2 separate regions of the Ovis aries genome follow, and region 2 is linked to region 1. The links are chromatin contacts, called in public Hi-C maps. All regions are on one chromosome and are shown on one strand. The core of a region is the stretch at or near the end of the contact, and the rest is flanking DNA. Distances in the headings are between cores, read along the strand shown. Region 1 holds the start of TLNRD1 (talin rod domain containing 1). Region 2 has its middle 26 kb from the start of CFAP161.

Evidence for each region. A called contact is a pair of places that touch in the nucleus more often than the background predicts.
Region 2: a Hi-C map of muscle shows a contact between it and region 1, with 3 times the contacts expected there. The contact joins the enhancer-like site here to the promoter of TLNRD1 in region 1. A contact is called at or near these places in 3 of 16 Hi-C or Micro-C datasets (muscle, omental adipose tissue and tail adipose tissue).

What each region holds. Positions count from the first base shown.
Region 1 is chr18:24,645,410-24,650,196 of ARS-UI_Ramb_v3.0, forward strand. It overlaps TLNRD1 (talin rod domain containing 1), which reads left to right and starts at 2,548. Exons shown (of 1, transcript XM_027957134.2): 1 at 2,548-4,787. The coding sequence starts at 3,867.
Region 2 is chr18:24,723,100-24,727,515 of ARS-UI_Ramb_v3.0, forward strand. No RefSeq gene overlaps it. Among named protein-coding and RNA genes, the nearest start is that of CFAP161, 26 kb to the right of the region's middle. Within about 2 kb of position 2,817, at least 13 of the 54 cell types and tissues checked have an H3K27ac peak or open chromatin away from gene starts, as enhancers often do. A contact at or near this core is called in muscle and tail adipose tissue, where this site is marked.

The DNA of each region.
Region 1 (4,787 bases), core at 1,298-3,797:
CGAATGTAACTGGACTGTTTGGTGAACAGTAGTACTCTATTCTAGTTTCTTTCTAAATCTCCCTATGTGTTTATTTTGACCACACCATGTGGCATGCGGGATCTTAGTTCCCCAACCTGGGATGGAACCCATGCCTCCTGCATTGGCAGTGGGGCGTCTTAACCCCTGGACCACCAGGGAAGTCCCCCTAGTTTTTTGATTCTGCTTTCACTATAAGAATAGTGTAGTCATGATGACCTGTTTTCCTTGTTGCCCTTTTTGGACTCTACTCTTCAGAAGAGGTCAAGCCCTCACATTATTTTGTAACTGTGCCTGCCACGGGGCCTGGCATGTGGTAGGTGCCCTTTGTTTGTAGAGAGATAAAAGATGGCAGAAAGTAAAGGGGACCCAGAGGAAGGTAGGGTCAGTACTGGGAAGGATTTGTTTAGGAAGAGGTGCCATATCTGATAAATGAAGCCAGGAGGGCCAAGAAACCAATTTCATCTGATTTTAAGAGCTAAACCAAATGTCACTGAGTATAGTGGGATGTTTTATGTGTCACAGATCATTGTTGGGGTTCAGAAATTCCAACAACGACAACCAAAGAGAGTGCACATGTAGAAGCAAAGTAGGACCCTAGGCAGCACCAAGTGGCTTTGGAAAAAAATCCTCTGACTTCAGAGGAGTTTTATGAATAAAAAAAACTGGATGTGAAGGGTATGGTCTGACTTTCTGAGAAGTTTTCAGAACTAACTAAAACCAGGGTGCTATTCCTAGGTTACCTGCAAAGACCTTGATTTATCCAACTGTTTTTCTCTGGTAGAGAAATAAAAAGGATCAACCCTACAGAATCACTGCTAGTTTAGAAAATGAGCAGTGTTATAGGCCTCAGTTTGCAAAATAAATAGAATGAAGAAGAAATACAAGGACCCTTTAAGTTATAAGCAGGGTGACCATTCAAGTTTGTCTCTGTTGTTACTGCTACTGCTACTGCTAAGTCACTTCAGTCATGTCCAACTCTGTGCGACCCCAGAGACAGCAGCCCACCAGACTCCCCCGTCCCTGGGATTCTCCAGGCAAGAACACTGGAGTGGGTTGCCATTTCCTTCTCCAATGTATGAAAGTGAAAAGTGAAAGGGAAGTCGCTCAGTGGTGTCTGACTCTTCGCGACCCCGTGGACTGCAGCCTTCCAGGCTCCTCTGTCCATGGGATTTTCCAGGCAAGAGTACTAGAGTGGGGTGCCTTCTCTGCTGTTGTTACTGGTTAGTTTATTAGTAACACATCTCACAGTTAGTCTCAAAACTGCTTCTGTTTGGACAATAAATTGCAAGGTCATCCATCCCAGTTACAAGTGACAACTGGCTGGAAAAAGGTGACACTAGGTTCTAGAAAGGGGCAGAAGAACAAACATTTCCATTGGCTGAAAACACCCAGCTTGTGCTGTGCTGGGCACCTAGATGGCCTATTTCAGGGCTAAGAAGTGGGGGGACCCCTGGAATCCTGGCGGGTTTGGGGAATGAGGAAAGCCTGGATGCTTCTAGCACTTCCTGAAGAGCAAGGGCTGGGTCAAATGAGAAAGAGGTCGGCGGTTGGCTTCTTGCCATCGCATTTGCTATCTTCCTGACCTTGGGAAGGCACGTGAGGCATCTGACCAACACTTTCCTAGTCTGTAAAATGGGGGTGTTTACCTCCGAAGGCTGCTTCTCTTATTTAACTGTTGGTCACTATTCTTTCATTATGCAGCTGACGACACATAAGTTATGGGAGGGCAGACTGTGCCAGTACAGGCTCATAATTCTCAGAGCTACATTATGAGCCAAGTACTCAGGCAGTCAGTGCACAGTATCTAATTTCCAAAGGAGAAAACGGAGACTTGGAGAGAGAACTTGTATAAGGTCACACAACTCATACATGGCTGGGGAAGACTGACCCCAGGAAAAAAAAATCTGGTTCAAAGCTCACGCTCTAACTATATAAAGGCTATTGAGCTGAAGGGAGGAAGCCGCCAGCGGCCAGCTCTGCTCTTCCCAGACTCCCATCTCCAGGGCTCTTTGCTCACCCGCACAGTCCCTCCAGGATCGCACCCTGGAAGAGGAGCAAACACAACAAAGGGCGGAGGAGAGCCTGGCCGACCGATCGACAGCCCACAAAACGCGATGACTGGACCCCAGCACACCACTCGGCGATGGTGCCAAGAGTCCTCCCTTCGGTCCAGAAAACAGGCCACCTTTGAGACTTGCTCCCTGGGCGGGGAGGAAGCGCGGAGCCCCCGGGTCGGGCTTAGAGCTTACGTAAGCCCAACCGGCGGCTGCGCCCGGGTCTCCCAAGGGTGGGCGCTGAGCCCCCGGCCCGGACGGGCCTCCCTCCGGCCCGCTCCCCTGCATCTCAGCCGGGGACCACCGGCCCGGCGCCCGCGGAGTCAGCGCTGGGCGGGGGCGTCCTCCCGCAGCCACCCAGCTTCCCGGGGGAGGAGCAGCGCATCGCGCAAGCATCCGGGAGCGGCGGAGGGGGCGGGAGGAAGGGCGAGAGGAGGAAGCGGGATTTAAACGAAAGGCGGTGACGCCACACAAAAGATTTCTATAGGCTCCAGGGAGGTTACGGCCGAGGCGGCGGTGGCGAGCCCGGGGGCGAGGCGCGGACGGGAAGAGGAAAAGCTTCCAGCGGCCCCGGCGGGCGAGCGGACGGCGGTGCACCCACGGCCGTGCCCCGAGGTGAAGCCGCGCGGGGAGAGGAAGCGGGTGTTTTCCCCTCTGCCTTTCGGCCCCCGCCCTTCCTTTCAGTTTCTCCCGGTTCGCTCGGAAGTTGGAGGTTGACAAAAATGGCAGGAGCCGGGGCCCGGGCGGGTCTCTGCAGCGCCGCAGGGACCTTCTGAGTTGACCGGGCCGCCAGGGAGACGCGCACGGCGGCGTCCGATGCTCAGGGCCCGCGGTCCCGGGAGAGCTCAGCCGCTGCGGGCCCGAGGCGGGGAGGAGGCGACGGGGATGGACTCGCGCCGACAGCCTGCGGCGGGCCGTGGGGCGCGCGGTCCGGGAGGGCGTGCCGCCTCGGCTCCAGGCCGCGCTCTGTGAACCGGCGAGGCGGGAAGGGGCCGCCGCGGCGCCCGGCACGCCCGGGCGTGGCGGGCGGGCGAGAGCGCGAGCGGGGCGGCCGCTGTGCGCAATCAGTGCAGGCTCCCGCCCGACTGACTCGGCCGCGCCAGCACCGGCCACACCCTCGGCCCTGCTGCCGCCGCTTCCCGAGAGCGGGAGGCAGGAGATGCCCACGGGGCGGCCGTGCGTCCCCGAGGGCCAGCCCCGGCCGCCGTCGCGGGGAAGTGCCGCCCGGCGGGGTCTGGACGCCTGAAGCCCACGTGCGCCGCCGAGCCCGAGGTGGCTGACAGCAGAGCCTGCCGGAGCCGCCGCCCGCGCTCCTCCCCGAGGAAAGGATTTTTATTTCAAAGAAAGGAAGGAAGGACAACTCCCAGCTTCCCTCTCCCGCCCCCCCCTGCCCCGGCAGTCGGACCGGGCCATGCCCAGGAAGGCGGCGGCGGCAGCAGCAGCCCAGCGGAAGGGACTTTCCTGGCACTCTGGCGACGAGGAGCGCAGTCTGTGAGTTTGCTCTGCCCCGGTTCATGGTTCCTGCAAGCCCTCCAAGAGGCCGAAAGCTGCAGCCCCTCACCGCTACCCGAAGAGCCTCTTGCGTTCTGTGGCCCCCGGGCCCGCTCCGCGCCGCCGGGGCTCCGGCCGCCGCAGCCCAGTGCCCTCTGCCCGCGGCGGTGGATGGCATGATGGTGCGGGGAAGGCACCGCGGCCTTGGCCAGCTGAGTCGCGACGGCCGCGGGGGCGGCGGCATCGGCAGCGGCGGTGGTAGCGGGCTCCCCAGCGGCATGCCAGTGCCCCCCGGGCGCGATGGCTAGCGGCAGCGCTGGGAAGCCCAGTATCGAGGCGGCTTCTCCGGCTCCAGCGAGCGCCGTCGGCGGGGCCTCGTCGCAGCCGCGGAAGAGGCTGGTGTCCGTCTGTGACCACTGCAAAGGCAAGATGCAGCTGGTGGCCGACCTGCTGCTGCTGTCGAGTGAGGCACGGCCCGTGCTCTTCGAGGGCCCCGCCTCCTCTTGCGCCGGCGCCGAGTCCTTTGAGCAGTGCCGGGACACCATCATCGCGCGCACCAAGGGGCTCTCCATCCTCACCCACGACGTGCAGAGCCAGCTCAACATGGGCCGCTTCGGGGAAGCAGGGGACAGCCTGGTGGAGCTGGGAGACCTGGTGGTTTCCCTGACCGAGTGCTCCGCCCACGCGGCCTATCTGGCGGCCGTGGCCACGCCAGGCGCGCAGCCTGCGCAGCCGGGCCTGGTGGACCGCTACCGCGTGACGCGCTGCCGCCACGAGGTGGAGCAGGGCTGCGCCGTGCTGCGCGCCACCCCGCTGGCCGACATGACCCCGCAGCTGCTGCTCGAGGTGTCGCAGGGCCTGTCGCGCAACCTCAAGTTCCTGACGGACGCGTGCGCCCTGGCTAGCGACAAGTCCCGGGACCGCTTCTCGCGTGAGCAGTTCAAGCTGGGCGTCAAGTGCATGAGCACCAGCGCGTCAGCGCTGCTGGCCTGCGTGCGCGAGGTGAAGGCGGCGCCCAGCGAGCTGGCGCGGAGCCGCTGCGCACTCTTCAGCGGGCCATTGGTGCAGGCAGTTGGCGCCCTGGTGGGCTTCGCCACCGAGCCGCAGTTCCTGGGTCGCGCGGCGGCCGTGAGCGCCGAGGGCAAGGCGGTGCAGACCGCCATCCTGGGAGGTGCCATGAGCGTGGTGTCGGCCTGCGTGCTCCTGACCCAGTGCCTCAGG
Region 2 (4,416 bases), core at 1,567-4,066, 78 kb after region 1:
AAGCCCCTGGAAGACTTTCTTTGAGGAATTGGTTACTCCTTATTTTGTGATTGGTACAGTCCATTGAACTGGGTACCCAAGATAAGCCTCAGACAGAGACAAAGGAAAAGGTGGTGAGAGGGGCACATTTGTGATTTCCTGAAAGATGGGCACCCAGGTGATGGGGAGAGTTGAGGGGGAGTCTGGGATGGCCAATAGTTCAGGGACATTGGACAGCCTCAGTACTCCAGTTCATGGGAAGGGAGGAGACAATGTGTAGGAGAACCTGTCTCTCCTTCCCCAGATGGAGTCAGTGTAGTTTATTTGTTGTTCAGTCACTCAGTCATGTCCTACTCTTTGTGACCCCATGGACTGCAGCACACCAGGCTCCTCTGTCTTCCACTATCTCCCAGAACTTGCTCAAGTTCATGTCCGTTGAGTCGGTGATGCCATCCAACCATCTCATCCTCTGTCGCCTCCTTCTTCTCCTGCCCACAATCTTTCCCAGCATCAGGATCTTTTCCAGTGAGTCAGCTCTTCACATCAGGTGGTCACAGGGAGCTTCAGCATCTGTCCTTCAAATGAATATTCATGGTTGATTTCCTTTAGGATTGATTGGTTTGATCTCCTTACAGTCCAGGGGACTCTCAAGAGACTTCTCTAACATCACAGTTCAAAAGCATCAATTCTTCAGTGATCAGCCTCAACTCTCACAATGTAATTCATTGATTGATTGATTAGCTTTTATTGAGCCAGGCCTTCCTTATTCTGAACACTGGGAATATAGAAATGTCCTTTCAGAAGTTCTTGAGAACACTTTGAGAGTTCTTTGAGGTAATATACATACAAGAAGACAAGGCAAGACTCATTGTTACTGAGAGGAGAGACAGTGTAGGTGAGCCCAAGTGCTTAATGTCCCCAGGGAGGTAGCACTTGCTGATGCACACAACAGACTTGCCGGGGACACACACATGACGACTCAAGAACAGGACCAGTCACTGGTAGAATTAAAGTTCAAACCCAAGTGAGGATGGAGCAGTTATGACACACAACATTTCAATGCTAAATTATTTTCAGAGTGGATGTAGAAAATCTCTGCCCAGTGAGATCATGAAATTAAATATAAGGAGCTTTCACATTGAGTTACTTGTTCTATTGACCAAATGTTCAACAGCTTTCCTGGGGAGAGAGAGCATGAAGAAATGGGCTTGTGTTCTAATGAGAAAAACATTCAGGTTAATTGCGGGATGAACACTCATTCTTAAGTAACGAGAAGGTTTGCAGACTTTGTTCCAGGAGGTCGGGAAGGAGGGAGCAAAGAGGAGGGACCAGCCTCTCTTGTGGCTGGAAACTAGACGAATGACTTCTCACTTGACTATATAACAGGGATCACAGGGCCTTGTTTGAATTCCTTTTCCTCACTGGGACCTCAGGGGGTGGAGACTCAAGAGTTAAGGGTCTTTTCTGCTGAGCCCCAGAAGAAGAGGCTTGGATCAGAGCCATGCAATGGAAACCACCCAGTGAAGGACCTGCAAGAAGCTGAGGGTTGGTTAGCATCTTCTCTGTCTCCCAGACACCAAGATGCCCTCTGTTTAAAGTGAAGAACCAGAAAGCTAATTATGACAGTGGATATCAGAACTGCAATTGTCTTTGTTGAAAGTGAAAGTGTTAGTTGCTCAGTCTTGTCCCACTCTTTGTGACCCCATGGACTGTAGCCTGCCAGGCTCCTCTGTCCATGGAATTCTCCAAGGAAGAATACTGGAGTGGATTGCCATTTCCTTCTCCAGGGGATCTTCCCAACCCAGGGATTGAACCCAGATCTCCGGCATTGCAGGCAGATTCTTTACCATCTGAGCCACCAGGGAAGCCCACCTTTGTTGAGGACTCAGGGAATATTTTTTTTAAGATTTTTTTTTTCTATATGGACAATTTTTGAAATCTTTATTGAATTTGTCACAATATTGTTTCTGTTTTATGTTTTGTTTTTTTTTGCCATGATGCATGTGGGCTCTTAGCTCCCCAACCACAGATTAAACCTTCACCCCCAACACGGGAAGGTGAAGTCTTAACCACTGGGACATCAGGGAAGTCCCTGGACTTATGAATTGATTGGAAAGGGGGCATGATGGAATTCTGGGGGGCTGATAGATTATTTCTTTTTAAACTTATATTTGTTTTTATTTATTTGGCTGCGCTGGGTCTTGGTTGCATCCTGTGGGGTCTAGTTCTCTGACCTGGGATCAAACACAGAGTTTTAGCCACTGGACCACCAGGGAAGTCCCCTGGTTGTGTTATTTGTCTCCAGGGAGACATATATGTTTTTCAAATTCATCCCATCATATACACAAGAGATGGGCATTTCACTGTATGTAAACTTTACCTTATTAAAGATATGTAGCATTAGGAGGGAAAATTATTTAAAAATATGCCTCATGGCTCATTCTTCAAAAGGGAAAGACAAACCTCAGACTGCAACCCCAACCTTGAGAGGGTGACAAGACAGGTAACATACAAGCACGGATGCTGGAGACTGGGGATTGGAGATCCTGCTGTGCTGGCTGTTCATTGTGGATAGCTGTTTACCTCTGTCCTTGTTGATAAAGTAAGGGGATTTTACAAGGAGGTGGCTAAGCTCTGGCCATCTGAGACATCCCGTCCCCACTTTCTGAGACAGCGGCTGGGCCGGATGAGCCATGGGTGTGACCCGATTTGGTGGTTCTTGTGATCCGAATCTTTTCCACATGTCTGGTGTCAGCCCAGCACAAGGAGCGCAGAGCACGGGGCAATGCGATCTGTCCAGGAAGTCCTGGGCTCCGTCGTTGCTAAAATTAGAACCAGGCTGCAGCTCAGATCAAGGCCATTCCTTTCCCAGCCCCTCGGTGAGCTCACGCTTCTCTCTCCACCCTGAGCCACACAAATGCGCTCATAATTATAGCAGCCATCACGTGGGTGCCAGATGACCTTGTGCCTGGGAGACAGCAAGCAGTAAGGGAGCTCTAGCCCTGCAAAGAGACAGAGACCCTCTCCTTGTTATTTTTAGTTTCTTATTTAACCTTTTTGGTTTTTTTTTTTTTTTTTTTTTTTTTTTTTTGCCGCGCACTCAAGGCATACATGTTCTAAGTTCCCCCATCAGGGATTGAACCCATGTCCCTGCATTGAAAGTGGGGAATCTTAACCACCGGACTGCCAGGGAAGTCCTAACCCTGTCCCTTTTAGACAAGGTGAGGAGTAGGTAGAAAGAGAACAAAAAAAGAGGGAAAGAAGACAAAAACCATACTTAAATCTTTGCTGCTATGCAGTGTGTACCCATGGGCTTCCCGAAAGATAAAGAAAACACTCGAAAAAAAATCTCAAAAAAAATAAAATTATGATCTTTCCTGATCAGGGATTTCAGTAGCTGGCCTCTATCTGTGAGCAGACTAGATTAGAGTCCCAGCTTTGTTGCAGATGACCCAGGATCTTGAGCAACTTCCCTAATTGGCTGGACCTCTGTTTCATTACAAGCAACACAGAGAAATTAAACTCAAAGGTTATTCGGGGATAGGGAACGAAGTGAAGTATACGAGGGCACCCAGGAGGTGCTCGGGTAGACTGACTGAACCCAGGTCTAGTTGGAAACATTCGTGGGTGATTTTCTGGTCTGGTTGGTCTTGGATTCAGCCTCAGGAGATCTTACTACATTGGAAGCTGCTCTGAGGGTTATTTCTTTATTCCATGTTTTCACAGTCCCCTTCTAGGTTTGCATGCAGAGAGCAGTTCTGAGGGTACTCTGACCATGAGTGGTAACAAGTAGCTTCTTTTTGAATTTCAGTTTTTGGCCAAGTGTCATGTGGGATCTTAATTCCCAGACCAGGGACCGAACCAGCAGCCCCTGCATGGAAGTTCGGAGTCTTAACCACTGGGCCACCAGAGCAGTCCTGATAAGTAGTTTCTTTGTTGTTGTTCAGTCGCTCAGTTGTGTCCAACTCTTGTGACCTCATGGAGTGCAGCCCACCAGGCTTCCCTGTTCATGGGACTTCCCAGGCAAGAATACTGGGATGGGTTGCCGTTTCCTTCTCCAGGGGATCTTCCCTACCTAGGGGTTGAATCTGCATCTCCGGTAAGTCTCCTGCATTGCAGGCAGATTCTTTACTGCTGAGCCACTGGGAAGGCCTCTAAGTAGCTTCTTAAGAGCTGCCTAACTTCCCTTGGCCCCATGGTACCCAAGCTCTCAGTGCTATTTCCTCTACAATGAGAGTGGGTAGATCCGCCTGCAGAGTCGTCATGGAGATCAGATGCGGTCTCCATGGAAAGTGCCTAAGAGAGTGATGGACACAGAGAGGATGCTTAAGATGATAGTCATTTAATAGGATGAGTTATTAAGGATTTTTTTTAAAGAAAACATTTAATCGGTTCATTTATTTGATGCTCTGAGCTGTTCAGCTGAATGAAAGCATA